2 separate regions of the Mus musculus genome follow, and region 1 is linked to region 2. A link is a contact called in public Hi-C data. All regions are on one chromosome and are shown on one strand. Each heading gives the region's core, a stretch centred on a gene start, on an enhancer-like site or on the middle of the called end of the contact. The rest is flanking DNA. Distances are from core to core; before and after follow the strand shown. Region 1 overlaps Tmem200c (transmembrane protein 200C). Region 2 overlaps L3mbtl4 (L3MBTL4 histone methyl-lysine binding protein).

Evidence for each region. A called contact is a pair of places that touch in the nucleus more often than the background predicts.
Region 1: a Hi-C map of cerebellum shows a contact between it and region 2, with 2.0 times the contacts expected there. The contact joins two enhancer-like sites. A contact is called at or near these places in 6 of 484 Hi-C or Micro-C datasets (cerebellar granule neurons, cerebellum, cerebral cortex and 1 more) and 7 of 115 datasets of contacts at active chromatin or transcription factors (SST interneurons, astrocytes, embryonic forebrain and 4 more).

The regions. Positions count from the first base shown.
Region 1 is chr17:68,838,445-68,845,683 of GRCm38.p6, reverse strand. It overlaps Tmem200c (transmembrane protein 200C), which reads right to left. Exons shown (of 2, transcript NM_001206661.1): 2 at 2,546-5,360. The coding sequence starts at 5,260. The coding sequence ends at 3,347. Among named protein-coding and RNA genes, the nearest start is that of Tmem200c, 4.9 kb to the right of the region's middle. Within about 2 kb of position 4,168, at least 84 of the 459 cell types and tissues checked have an H3K27ac peak or open chromatin away from gene starts, as enhancers often do. A contact at or near this core is called in cerebellum, where this site is marked.
Region 2 is chr17:68,432,435-68,439,239 of GRCm38.p6, reverse strand. The region is part of intron 5 of L3mbtl4 (L3MBTL4 histone methyl-lysine binding protein); the gene reads right to left. Among named protein-coding and RNA genes, the nearest start is that of L3mbtl4, 160 kb to the right of the region's middle. Within about 2 kb of position 5,444, at least 1 of the 459 cell types and tissues checked has an H3K27ac peak or open chromatin away from gene starts, as enhancers often do. A contact at or near this core is called in cerebellum, where this site is marked.

The DNA of each region.
Region 1 (7,239 bases), core at 2,919-5,418, 410 kb before region 2:
TTATTCTGGGAGAGAAAAAAAAAAGAAGCCCATATGAAATAAGTGTACATAGCATTGATATCGTTGGAAATGAAACTAATGAAGTGTTCATAGCACTGCCCATGTGCCAAACCTGATACGAGCACTTCCTAGGTAGATTAAGCCATTTTGTCAGTACCTGGTCTCTGTGAGGTAGGTCCCGCTTTAATTCCTACTGTATAGCAAGAGAGACTGAGAGGAGAGTCTGAGCAGTTCAATGGAGACCCCCTCACTCAGTACAGGGCAGAAGTTCAAAGGAAGAGGGAACAAACCTGCTGTCACTGCAAACAGCTCAGCACCTTTCTCCCACCATTGCTGCTCTGCCCTGAACAGGTTGATGTGGTCTTTCTAAATCTCCAAAGCTGTGTTTATTATACATAAAAGGTGGGGAATTCTATGGTCTGGAAAGTCCAAGTATCCTTACTGATTGGGTCCAGAGATCTCTGAAAACTTACATAAATGCATACCTATGCCATTTGCTGCATTCAAACACAAGCATTGGTTTTCTATCTGACTGGATCCTAGCATTTCTCTGCACATCTGTATGAGTGGCCCTGCAAGGACATCTAATAGGAAGTAAAGAAAGAAAAAAAAAGATTGAAATAGTCTCCAGAATTTCTAATCACATCCCATCATTCACCAGCAGGTCTAAATCTTTGTAAATCTTTGTAAAACCTTTACAACTGACCATATCTAAAGCCCTGGGCAAGCCCTCCATCCTTTGACTTCAGGCTGTTTCTCTGTGGTCAGGAAGTAGAGCTGCCACGCAGGTTCATTGATCTTATATATGAAGCTGGGAGATAAATACATGGACCTCAGTAAATAGTAAGAAAAAATTAGCATGGCTATTGCAGATTTGTTCTCTATAGTTGTTAAGGCTGTGAATCACCACAGGACATACAGAGTAGCACTTGATATTGAGCTAGGTTAGGTTGCTTAAGGATTTAACTTCAGGAGGCCTCTATATGAAATTAACATGGGCAATTAGTGTTTATGTAAAATGATCCAAATAATTAACCCATCAGTATGAGTAACTGCAGTCAGTCAGTCATTTAGGCTGAATTTTCTGGTTTGCAGGGGAATTTTTTATTCTGCCCATCCCTCCTTAGTTAAGCTAAGAGAGAATAACTTTATAATTTGTTATATGTTCTGGGGACTGGAAACAGCACTGAAAAATATCCAGGCCTTTTTTTTTTTTTTTTTTTTTTTTTTTTTTTGGTTAACTTTTAAATAACATACTCTCTAACAGTAGAATGAATGAAGATACAATGATGGGGGAGGGGTGTTGTACTTGTTTGTCTCTCTCATCTGTTAGAAACTCACTTTTGCTTTATAGAAAAGCTCAATAAATTAATCCAGAGACTCAAGTTATTAGCTTAGTGTGTATAGTTTGAGGAAACATTAGGTCCATTTAAATTTCATTACAGAAAGTTATATGGAAGTTTATGGAGCATATCTTTTGCTAAGTTGTGTGTACAAATATAAGATTGTATCCAGCATAAACCCAATACCCTGAATTTAAGTTAAGCTCTTAGAGCTGAAGGGGATCACAAAGATTACATCGTTCACCAGAGGCCCAAAAGGATTAAGAGATTTGTCTGTGTTTCTGCAGATAATGAATAACCACCCCAGATTGCAGAAGCCCCTGGGTGGGGCCTGGCCTTCTGCTGCAGCGGGCAGAAGATACATCACAAGGGTAGACATAATGACAATAGCCCCTGGGATAAATTGTATCTCTTCAGAAATTCCACTAGAGACTGTGCTCTAAGCCTGGCTTCTGCTCTCCCTCTCAGCTGTGTAGTAGCTTCCTTTAGAGCTTTGTGGCTCTTGTTAACCTCATCTTACAGATCTGAGGGCAGAGGTCTGTTTGTCTGCCCTTAAGAGTTCCACAGCTAGCAAATGCCATGAGATCCTTCTATCCCAAATCCATGTACCTTCTGCAGCATGGCGCGAGGAGCCATACGAGCACATCTGTCACCAGGTTTTCTTTAAAAGCAGTGGTTATGTCTTAGGCCATGAAGTCGCAGGTCACACTCCAAAGAAGAAGGAGCAGTACTGTAAATTGTTTTGTTTTCTGGCCTTGAAAACTGGCTAGCTGACAGATTGTGAACTATTTCAGAATTATTATAGCATGACTGTGTGGCTTATGTCAGCCAGAGATGCAGGAACATGGACCCCAAATCAAAATCAAATAGAGAAACATTCATGGGTGGGAAGGGAGTTTTTAAGCCTGGCATCCCTGTAATTTAAACTTCAGGTTAACTACAAGTATTATAGAAAAAAATATACTACTTATTCAAAGAAATACACAGGGGTCACATGCTTGCCTCTGTCTTCAAGTTAAAAACATACTGGAAATGGGTTGGCTGGCTCACTCACACCTTCACAGACGACCCTCTGTCACTCTGGGAGAAGGTGACTACAGTCTGAACAGGCAAATATTATATTTTGGATTTAGGAGAGAAATTGTTAGGGGCTTCCTGTGCTCTAGAACCACGAGAGCTCAAGCAAAATGAGGCGATATTATGTTTAACTGTTTGGGAACTTTTTATTAAAAAAAGACTTTAAATATTAATGTTATTTTCCATACAAGTGTGATAATACTCAGTAATGCATGGTGTACTTGGTCTTGTGAGTTTAAGAATGTCACAATCCAGTGTAGTTGCTGGCGCCCTCTGGTCTTCACATACCCTGGTAGCAAAATTCAAATATCCCTTTTAAAAAATAGAATCCTTTGGACAGCTGTAGATAAGCGTGGGGTGAGGCAAGGGGGCCCTCGTTCCCGAATACTCATGCTTTGGGGCTTTGACTCCACCTAGAAAGTTCAATTCTAAGAGAATTGACACAAACTCTTCTAGACTCTGCAAGAGGGCAGAAATAAAAAGCTTGTTATTCCTTTACAAGCAGCTACGGATGAAGTCAGCAGCAGAGTCCAGGAGCGAGGGAAGCTGGGCGGGGCTGGACAAAGAAAAATAGGAGTAAAGTACAGAGTTACTGTCAAAAATATATTATTTTGATCCTAAGAAAATTAAGAGAGTTTCATCTAATGAACTAGATTGTGATCTTTTAATACATTTGGTTTTCATCGAACGTACAATCACCATCGGACGTAAAAAGACGACTTTGTTTCTTTAAAAAAAATTGCTTGAGTTATCTACAGGAAGCTTGTGAACGTAATTCAAGGATAATATTCTGCAGCTCTTTGGATATTGAATGGTTTCCTCGGACCTGTCCACAGGGGAATCGGGGTAGGGTGGGTGGGTGGGGCTTTTAATGCAGAGTCCAGTGGGACTCTACCAGCGTGTCTCCTTTCCCTGTCCCGCCCTCCCTAGTTGGAAGACTTTTTCAATTCGGGGTCTTCTACTCCTGGGGTGTGAGACCTGGAAATGAGGAAGAGTTTCTCCTTGTTTGTAAACTGCCTCTGCACAGACAGAGGCTCCGCCCTAGTTGGCCCTGGACTGGGACCCTCGGGGGAGCTGTGCTCAGTACTGGGATCTGTAACATCCTCACAGTCTAGCCTTTTCTTGGCCACCACATCCACGACCGACTCTACAGAGGTGTCAGCCTCCCTCAGGGGGGTGTAGCCCTTATTGCTGCTGGACTGGTCATCCGACTGAGAACTGTGGGAATCCCGCCGGACGCGGGGCGAGTCCTCCTCGGGGCGCAGAGGGAGCGAGGGCGTGGCGGCTGTAGCAGAGGGGCCTGAGTCCAGGTTCTCTGCGCTCGAGGAGGGTGGGGGCTCGGGCGACGGTGGAGCCCGATAGTCCGGGAGCCCACTGGTGCTGCGGCGCCGCCAGGCCGCGTACCTGCGGGTCCTGGGCAAGCGGCCGCCCTGCCCCCTGGCGGTGCGTGCTGTCTTCGCGCCCTCGGGCTCCCCGGGCTCGCAGGAAGCCCAGCGCGCTCCTCCCTCGGCTCCCCGGAGGTCGGTCAGGCTCAGGTCCAGTTCTCCCCTGGGGAGATCCCGGGAGCCGCGTTCCCCGGGAGGTCTATGCCAGCTGCAGCTTGCGCCCTCCGAGTCCCCGTCTCTGTCCCGATCCCCTTGCAAGGGCAACAGGGCGAAGGCGCTCAGCGAGGAGCCCACGAGGGAGCTGGTGGTGCTCTGGCGCCCCCAACTCCCGGTTGGGCTGCAGGGCGCCGGGCTGCTGCCGCCGCTGGCAGCCGCGGTGACAGTGGCAGTGGCCGCAGCCACCGCGGCAACTGTGGTCCGGCGATGGCCAGCCCTACTGGAGCGCTCGCGGTAGATGCTGTACACGGCCTCTGTCAGACTTGGGGGCTCCCGTGGACAGCGCGGAGATGAAGCCAGGTCCGGCGGGGACCCTGCCTCCTGAGTCTCACCGCTGCCTCCGTCCAGCCCAGTGGGGTGGGGCCATGAACCCCTGGCCAGCATTGCAGCAGCCCCAAAGGCGTCCGCAGAGCCCGCGCAGCTGCCTGGCTTCAGCTCCAGGCCTCGAGATTGCACGTAGCTGAGAAAGCCATTGAGCGGCGCTGCCCCGTGGGACGCGGAGCCGGGGGCAGCCGCGGAGGAGGAAGCCGCAGCCGCGGCGGCCGCAGCAGCAGCTGCTGCCAGATCTTTGGCGCGGAGACTGTGCACGTCGATGACAGTGGAATAGAGGTCCCGCAGGTTGATGATCTTAGTTTTTTTGTCCCTGTTCTCATGGAGCACCGCGTTGGCGCAAATGAAGAGGAAGATGCCTATACCCATGATGAGGGGCCCGAAGACCTTTAGCTTGTCTGAGTGCAAGTAGCCTGAGAAGATTCGGAAGAAGAAGCCCACCGACGTGGAGGAGGAAGAGGAAGAGGAAGAGGAAGAGGAAGAGGAGGTGGCTGCAGATCTTGCAGGAGGCGGACTCCAGGGCCCGCCCACAGAACTGGAGTTGGCACCCCCTGGGGTCCCAGAGTGGCTCTTGGCTGGGTTTTTGTTGCCATTGCTGCTGTTGCTGATGGCCCCAATGCGATGGCTACTGCCCACAGGCAGTAACTGCTTGCTCCCACCTCTGTTGGCGGCGTTGGCTTTTGGCCAGTAGCCCACCACGGCCATGGCTATGCCCACCAATAGCACTAGGATCCCACAAAGGGCAATGAGCCCCGAGATGGAGCACAGCTTCAGTTTGCCTTTCACCACCACCACGTCGTTTTTACGCCTCTTCTTGGCTTTCCTCTTGCGCTTAGGGACCTGGCTGGGGGGCCGGAGAGGATCCTGCTTTCTCGCAGATATTCTCAGTAGGCCACCGGTGGCGATCATGGTGAACTGGTGGAATGCAAGGCTAGCCCGTAGGGCTGCTGCGGCTGAAGCTTGTGTGGGGGGAGCGCCAGCTGCCCACTAGCTGCTTGGTCACCTCCTCCTGCGCAAAGTAGAGGAACACAGTCAGAGGGTGCTGGGCTTGGCTGCCGGAAACCGCCCACGTGCCAGGATTGCCCCTGCCCCTGGATGGAACTCCAGGTGTGTCTCCACCCCCACCCCAAAGCTGTGTACACAAATCAAAGACCAGTTTGTGCGATGGAAAGAAACGGTGGTTTGAACCAGTTTGAGAAAAACTTTCCTCTCTCCCCATCCCATCCCCCACATGTTCCAAGACCCTCTATCTGAAAGCTTCCTGGCTGGCAGCCAGTGGGAGCCCTGACATACTTGTAAATCCTGTGGATGTGGAGACTCAAAAGTAATGTTTGAGGACTTTCTTGGTCAGAGCCTTTCCCCATACCCTACCCCTGCCTCTCACTGCAATGGAAAAGTTTCCCAAAGCAGGGGCCTCTGGTGTACCAGGCCTCTGAGCCAGGACATTTGCCCAAGTGGGGCCCAAAGTCACCAAACAGTTCTTGAAAGTTACTACTGTATAAAAAGAAAGGAATTTAGTTCCCAGGATGAGAGCGAAACGCCACACACGCACGGACAGGGTGGCTGACTTCAGATGACTGACACTGTTCATCGCCCAGAAAATCTAAGAGATATTACTTCAATACCAGCAACAGATCTTTCCACAAAGTTGCCTCGCGGCTACTCAAATCCTGGACCACTAGGCACGCAGGGGCTTCTCCCGATCCTCTCATCTCAACTTTGCAACATCTGGACAGCTTCTTGGTATGGAATATTTCCTTTTAGGTAATTGTTATGTAACCCAGCTCTTCCTCTGGCTTTCTCTCCTCCCCTGGAGGAACTCCCTTTAAAGGTATCTTGTGCTAGATTTCATCAGGGGATATGAGAAGTCCTCTGGACTCTCCCCAAGAAAGACCTTTCTCTTGTGTGGGAAAATGACAATATTAGAAAATTCGACCACAGTAGCTTTCTGACCCTTGATTAATATACCAACAGTATTCTACAGAACCCAAGTATTCAAATGAATAGGCAATTACCTAGGTAAAGCAGTCCTCATAATGATGATTTATAGGAAGGCATTTCCACAAAGAAAAGCTGTTTTCTCCATCCTTTCTCAGGAGGTCATTTTAGGGGTGGGGGTGAGGGGTGGGGTGAGAGAGAGGAGGCAGCAACCATGGCTTAGCTCTGGGGAGCTCTTTGGGTTGTTGACTATACAGTTTAAGCAGGAATAAGAACTGATGCCCATATGTGGTTATCTATCAAATGTTAAAAGTCCAGTCCTGCTGGGTCTTCAGAGTGCATTCTCTATGTTCCCTTCTATAACAGAGATGCTAAAAATTAAGGGCATTATGTTGCTCTTAAAGATGACCATCACAGGCCTTTGGACACACACACACACACACACACACACACACACTTTGCAAGGCAGTCCATGTAGTAGAATAGATTTGAAAATGTAAGTTATTTGGGTAGAATTTCGCTTTTAATTGGTGCTTAAGTGAGGAGCTATGACCCTTGATTCCTTCTGGTATATCAATCTGGTTATGATCTTTTCTCCACATGGGCAAGCAAATGGCAGTCAGGTTTTTTATTGTTTGCAAAGAACAATATCTCTTTGGAACTTGGTTGGAATTCAGTAAAGAAATCCTAAATGTTTTAGGGAGGTGTCAACAGTGAGACCACATCTGCAAACCTTTAAAATCTGGTTTTTAAAAGGTCCTCTACCAGTAAGTATAAACACCAAATATACCGGAGAAGTATATTTGGAGATACAGGAGAGTACGTACAAATACACAGGAGAGTAAGTATAAACACCAAATATACTCGCCCCACATGTTTATACTTATTGTATGTCGCAACATAAAATTTGCTGCTTTAGTTGAACTGTAGGCTCCAGGTCTTTAATAGTC
Region 2 (6,805 bases), core at 4,195-6,694:
TTAGGACTCAAGTTCTGTAACCCTACAGCTGCTTGTTCCCAAAAGAGGACAGGCATGGCTCAAAACAAGCAGTGTGAACCATGTATGGCCCACAGCTCTGAGGTCCTTCTTACAGACAAGGATGGCTCGAGGGAAATGCCCAGTGATGCTGGATGGCAGGTTGTTTTGTTTTGTCATTTTCTTTTCCCAGAACACTCACAAAATAATATTTTCTACTATGAAATTGATTCATTTTGTCACTAATGATAGAGAAGTGGCATTACCCAAGGTTCCATACCCACAGCAAAATCAGGTACAAATTGCATGCTATTATTTTAAAAGCTTGCAACCAAAATGAGTCATGGCACTGGTGGGGAGATGCTGTGGCTGGAGAAAAGGCAGAGATTCTTAGTCAAGCTACTTGGTGCAGTGCCTTGTGCAAGAGCTATCAGTGTGACACGTGAGTGTGCCACCACAGTTTTGTGGACAGGCAGAGTCTCCATTACAGATGTCTCCAAAGTTGAGAAGAACCATCTCACAACGTTTTTCAAGTGAAAGTTGGTCAACGTGATATTTGATGGAGTAAGAACAAATTATCTTCCTGTCTACTGTGAACACACAGAAGCATCAGAAACATCTGAGGAGTAGCTAACACTTGCGGTCATGGCCAGCAACCAATGATGGTTAAAGATATAGTTCTTTCAAAAACAGAAATAGGAAAATGAGAACATTCATGTGGCAAAACTATTGCTGACATGATTCTGCAGACATGGCAGTCAACTACAGGCTGGACATGGCTCTAAGCACACATTGAGAGCTAAATACTAAATCATCAACAAGGCCCTGTGGAGATGCTGTGTACATTTCACGAATGAGGTACCCAAGGCCAAAACTAAAGTGTTATCTGCTCTCAACATGCCACCAAACAATTGCAGGGCTAGCTCACCACCATGGGCTGTGAGCCACCTTGACCATCATCGCTACCACTGATTTAAGACATTTGTCATTTAAATTTTTTATTCTACAGTTTAAAATCTAGTTAGATATTTAAATGCAGAAGATTATCAACTGAGTATTTTCTGTATGGCTAGCAAATGTTCCCAGACACCAAAATTTGAAACCATGCTTGAAATTTTTTAAAAAGAACTCGTGATGCCATTAGGCTGAAGGTTGTACAATAAAGGCAAGTATCATGAAGCCATGTAGCTAACCATCTGACTAGGTTTCCCCTTCAACAACATACAGAAATGTTTGAAGAGGAGAAAATGATGTAGTTTAGCGAAACATGAGACGGCTGTCAAAAAAGGCAAGGCTCAGACATGGGCTGGCAGAAGTGGCCAAGAGCTTTGAAGACTATGAAGCAAATACAGCACTCAGAGCAAACAGGCCTGCTGGGTTTCACTTCATGGAAACACACTGGGACTGAACCACCTGTCCTAGTCAGGGTTTCGATTCCTGCACAAACGTCATAACCAAGAAGCAAGTTGGGGAGGAAAGGATTTATTCAGCGTACATTTCCTCATTGCTGTTTATCACCAAAGGAAGTCAGGACAGGAACTCACATAGGGTAGGAACCTGGAGGCAGAAACTGATGCAGAAGCCATGGAGGGTTGCTGTTTACTAAATGTTTCCCTTGACTTGCTCAGCTTGCTTTCTTATAGAACTCAGGACCACCAGGGCAGGGATGGCGCCCCCCACAATGGGCCCTCCTGGCCTTGATCACTAATTGAGAAAATGCCTTACAGCTGGATCTCATGGAGGCCTTTTCTTAAGGGAGGCTCCTTTTTTTCTGTGATAATTCCAGCTTGTGTCAGGTTGACACACAAAACCAGCCAGTATACGACCTATGAACAGAGAGGCTGAGAGTTCTGATCCATTTATGTAGCCTGTCAACACAAAGCTTTGGCTCCCAGCTTAAACTTTGACCTGTGCACTTTACTATTTATGTTAGAATTCTTAAATGTTGCAGTGGTTTGGGCAGAAGGTATGAGAACCTTGACGTGCACAGAGCAGGGATGGGAACCAGAGGATGGGCCAGATCTGCTCTTTTATCAGGAGGTGAGAGGGCATTGCCTGACAACTGGTAGCTGGCCAAGGAACTGGCCAGCAACAAGGTATTACCTGACATTGAGGCTCCAGGCCTGAGAGGCCCAGATTTTTCCTATTGTGACAATTTGTTCTTTTTATAGAGTGTGCATTTTACCTACTGAAGCTGTCAAAGACCCTGAATAGCCCCCACACACACACACTATTGTGGCTATTCTCCAGTTCTAACCCTTCTTGTACCTATTTCAGTGTTCTTCTGAAAGCCACAGAATGAATCAGTATTGATAAAGTGTGCTTGCTGCAAGATACCAAAAGACTGGGATGTGTTCATCTCAGCTTCCTGCCTCTTCTTCAGCAAGTTTCATGTTTTTTTACCTACACTTACAGAGGTGCTCGATCAAGAGTGCCAGAATTCACCTTCCCCGCCCAGGACTTAGGAGAATTTTTAAATCTCACTTTTCTAATATTATTATATATTAGTTAGAATCTAAAAAGCCTATGTATTATTTTGCTTTGAGTCAAATCTTGGTTTGTATTTAGCCTTACAGGTACAGACAGATTCCCCTAATTTTTTTTGTCTGATTTTTCTCCTGTTTTAATCACAAAGAAAATGAAGAACTCAAAAAAAAATCAAAAACAAAAACCAAAAACAAAAACAAAAAACCCTATACCCAATACACACAGAGAAAATCCTCATGCACAAAAATGACTTTTTCTACTCTTGTTCAGACTACGCTTTTTACAGTTGTTTCTGATGGTAACATGACCACAGCAGCCTTGATGTCTTCAGGGACTCCAGGAATCCACCAAGATATTTAGATGACTATAAGTGTTTCAGTAAAAAAAAAAAAATCACCAATATCATTTATTAGATATCCAAAGGTCTATGACACACAGACAAACATACAGAACAGATAAGAGCCACATGGGTGCCCTTAAAGAGGATGTCATTATTCTATTTAGGGACTATAAGATATATCTGGGAGATAAAAAAGACGAGCCCAGCCTTCACAGTTGCTGGATGGCTCTGATTTCTGCTCTCTCAAAGTGATGTCATCTTTGCCAACTCCTGCTCAGACAAGTAGTGGATGGTGACTTATGTAACATATCAGTGCTGGCTCCCAAGCCTCAGTTAAGGTGGCCAACTGATTGCATCGTCTTAAGCTTTTATACTAGAGGCTCTCTCTGTTATTTCAACCACTTCCCAGAGATACATTCTGAACTCCCAATCTCAAGTTGCCACCAAGAATATACCAAGAGGCGTTCCTTAATAGACAACATGGAACTTGGGAGTCAGCTAAAGTATAATTCAATACGTTAATACAACTCTGAATGGCCTTCTGAGGATTCATCCTGCTAAAATCTCAGGTACAGAAGCCTCATTTCCACAGAAGTTTGTATATACAACCAACATTTAACTATGTATCCTACCTAATGAATGAACTAGAGACTCAGAAACAGATGAACAAACGAAGAACACGTTTCAGAACAAGTAATGGCCAGCTGGCTCTGTGCTATCTGAGCTCACAAAGGAAAGGAATCCTGATAGCACATACCACGGCCTGCATCCAGAGAATATTTTGAATAACTTCTGTGATGAATTCACCATTCCTGAAATGGATTCCAAGCACCTTTTGCTCTGGTGCCTAAAACAATAAATCCACATCTGTTGCACAAGTTGACTTAACTGAGGCAGGTGGAGGGCAAGGGTATGAGGGGTATTGCTAATATACATTTCCTACAGCTACAGGGCAGAGTATCTACCCTTGATTCTAAATGGTGGATTTTTTTTGGTTGGTTGGTTGGTTTTTTTGCTGAATTTTCCTTCTTCTGAAGAGCTTGACACTCAGCTTCCAGCTAGTGGTATAGATAAGACACTGTTGCAGGAGCTTTGAGCCTCTTCTAGGAACAAAAGTGCAGCCCTGGGTGGGTGGCTGGGTGGGTCTAACCTTCACATCAGCTATTTCAAAGCAGCCGTGTGACTTTGACTCTTACAATTTCAAAGAAGGGAATTCTAGGTATAGAAAAGTAACTGAGCCATGAGATCAGGGCACCTCCTTGAGTTTGCACAAAAACCAAAAGCTGTGGGGATTATGAGAAATGGACGTTAGTTGGGGATCTCTCTGAGGTTTAGGTCCTTTGCAACTGATCAGCCTGGAGATGTCACACTATAGAAAAGCACTCTATTTTTAAACCTGCTCCATTTGATTTAAATATCAATGAAACAATTGAATACAGTGAATAGAACAATATCAATTCTTTCCTTTGGGGAAAACTGCTAGCCATCAGTACATTCATCTCAAGACTGGGACTTAGAAAATACATACAGAACAAACATCTAAAAACAGGCAAAGGGGCAAAGGCTGTGGCCAAACACAAGGATGAACTGAAATGCTGATTTCTTCCAGGTATCTTGAAGATCGGGTAGTTCTCAGCACTATGTATGACTGTTAAGAGAGCAAGACATGGTCACCATGTGGCTTACGATATTTAATATGGTGCCCAAGAAGGACCTATATTAAGAGTCTGGTGGTATTTAGAGGAACTATCAAATTGTTGGGCAGAATGTTCAAAATGCAAAAGCTTGACATCACATGGAACCATTTTAGATGGGAAAGTTCTCAGAATCTCAAGTAGTTTTGGGAACTTTAACAAGAACATCATTCTACACCTACAGAAGTAACTATGAACGCAGACTTTTACAGAACTAAATACATACGCAGACTTTATTTTAAACACCACACACACACACACACACACACACACACCCCTACATTTTCAGGTTCCATTTCACAAATGGAGATATTTTGTAAAATTAGATTTTAAAAGTATAGTTAGCACCCAGTAAAGATGTCGAATTCTGTCTGATAGAGGCTATCCACTCTGCTCTATTCGTGCTTCATTCATTCAAGGGTGAAGACTGAAAAACAGGAGTGTGAACAAACAGGGGTGAGCCAGAAGGTGCCCTGCTCAATGGGAGTCCTCAATGAATGTAACCCATTATCCCAGAGAAGACTGGAACTTTACTAACAACAAAGAATATTGATTTCTAGAATCATGTTATATTATAACAACGTTTCCGAGTGACAGCATGAGAAGAAGAGGGAGACAGTAGTGTGGAGGGCAGAGAGGGAAGAATGGAAGGTAAAATAGGAAGGGACATGGTGTGTTTCTGCCTGGTTTACAAAATAAAGACAGCAAGTAAAGAGGAACAAGTTCTGTTCTCAACATGAAGAAAACCCACATGTGGCCAGGTATAAATTTAGGAGAGGGAACTGGTGAGGGGAGAGAGCACGCAGGAGTGTGCAGGAGTCAGCAAGAAGGTGCTAGCAGAGTGAGGAAGGAAAGACTCATGTCAGGCACAGATCAGAGATGAGGACCAGAGCATCCTTAATGAACAGACCAGCCAGAAAAGAGACTTCAGCCAGACGTGACATCTGACCAGCCAGCGGGAGTCTAGGCAGATGGGTTTCTCATGAACAGTGTAACAGTGTGAATGAAGCAGGTTCAGAGCACCGGGAGACACCAACACTAAGAGGTTGAGAAGAAGGGGCTCAGAGCTAAAGGAAGTATAGGAAATCCTCACACTTAACAAGGTGAATGAAGCCTGTATCAGACACCACCAAAAGCCTCGAAAGATTATCCCACAGAATTAGGCCATTGTGTTTCCAGCTAAAGGTGAAAGGTCAAAGAGGTATGTCACAGAGCTGTCCCCATGAAGTGACTGAAGGGGAGCCAGAGAGGCTTGGTAAGTAGCACCTGAAAGAAAAAGGAGCAAAGAAGAGAGAGAGGGGAGGGAGGGAGGAAGAGAAGGAGGGAGGAAGAAAGAGAATCAGGGAGATGATGAAACTCAGCCAGTCTCCAAGGACTTTACAACTTCCGAGAGAGAGAGAGAGAGAGAGAGAGAGAGAGAGAGAGAGAGAGAGAATCCTTAGCAAAACAAACAAAATAGCTTCAAAATTAGGGCTCTAGAGATATCTCCATTAGCAAAGTACCACATGTCTGGAACCCCAGAGCTGGGACAGAGTTAACAAGCAGATTCCCAGGGCTTGCTGGACAGCCAGTCTAATTGAATAGAACTTCAGGTTCTGTGAAAGTTTTTGTCTTAAATAACCTGTGGACAGTAATTGAGGAAGACACCCAATGATATCCTCTAGGACCCAATGCCACATTCTAACCTCCACACACACATAAGCAAGAACACACACACACACAGGTACACACACATATACCAGTAGATCCTCCAGGTGCACATAAGAAGGAGCACACACAGACACACACACCAGGGGAACCTTCACATGTACATATGCAAGAGTACACAGAGGTGTACATGTACACACACAGACACACATGCATATACTACATGCACATAAGCAAGAGCACACATATGTACTCTCACACACATACTAAATGTACATACACAGGAGCGCACACAGGCACTCACACATATGTAGAGGTGGTTCTGATGCTAAGATCCTGTTCCCCAATTGGCACTTGATCTATCAGTAAAGAAGTCATGGGCTAATTGCTGGGTGGAAGGAATAGGCAGGACTTCCAAGTCCCAGCAGGCAAGCTAGCAGACACAGGGAAAAAGAAAAAGGAAATTTTCACCATGCTTCAGAGGGATAAGAGGTGACCAGCCACGTGAGATCTCTGGTGAAGTACCTAGGGAAGTGAAGACTTCACTACATCCTGTGGGATGCACAAAGGGAAGACAGACAGACTGCCTCCAGGAGCTGTGCAGAGTCAGCTTGGATATGAGATCGTGGGAGAGGAGAGG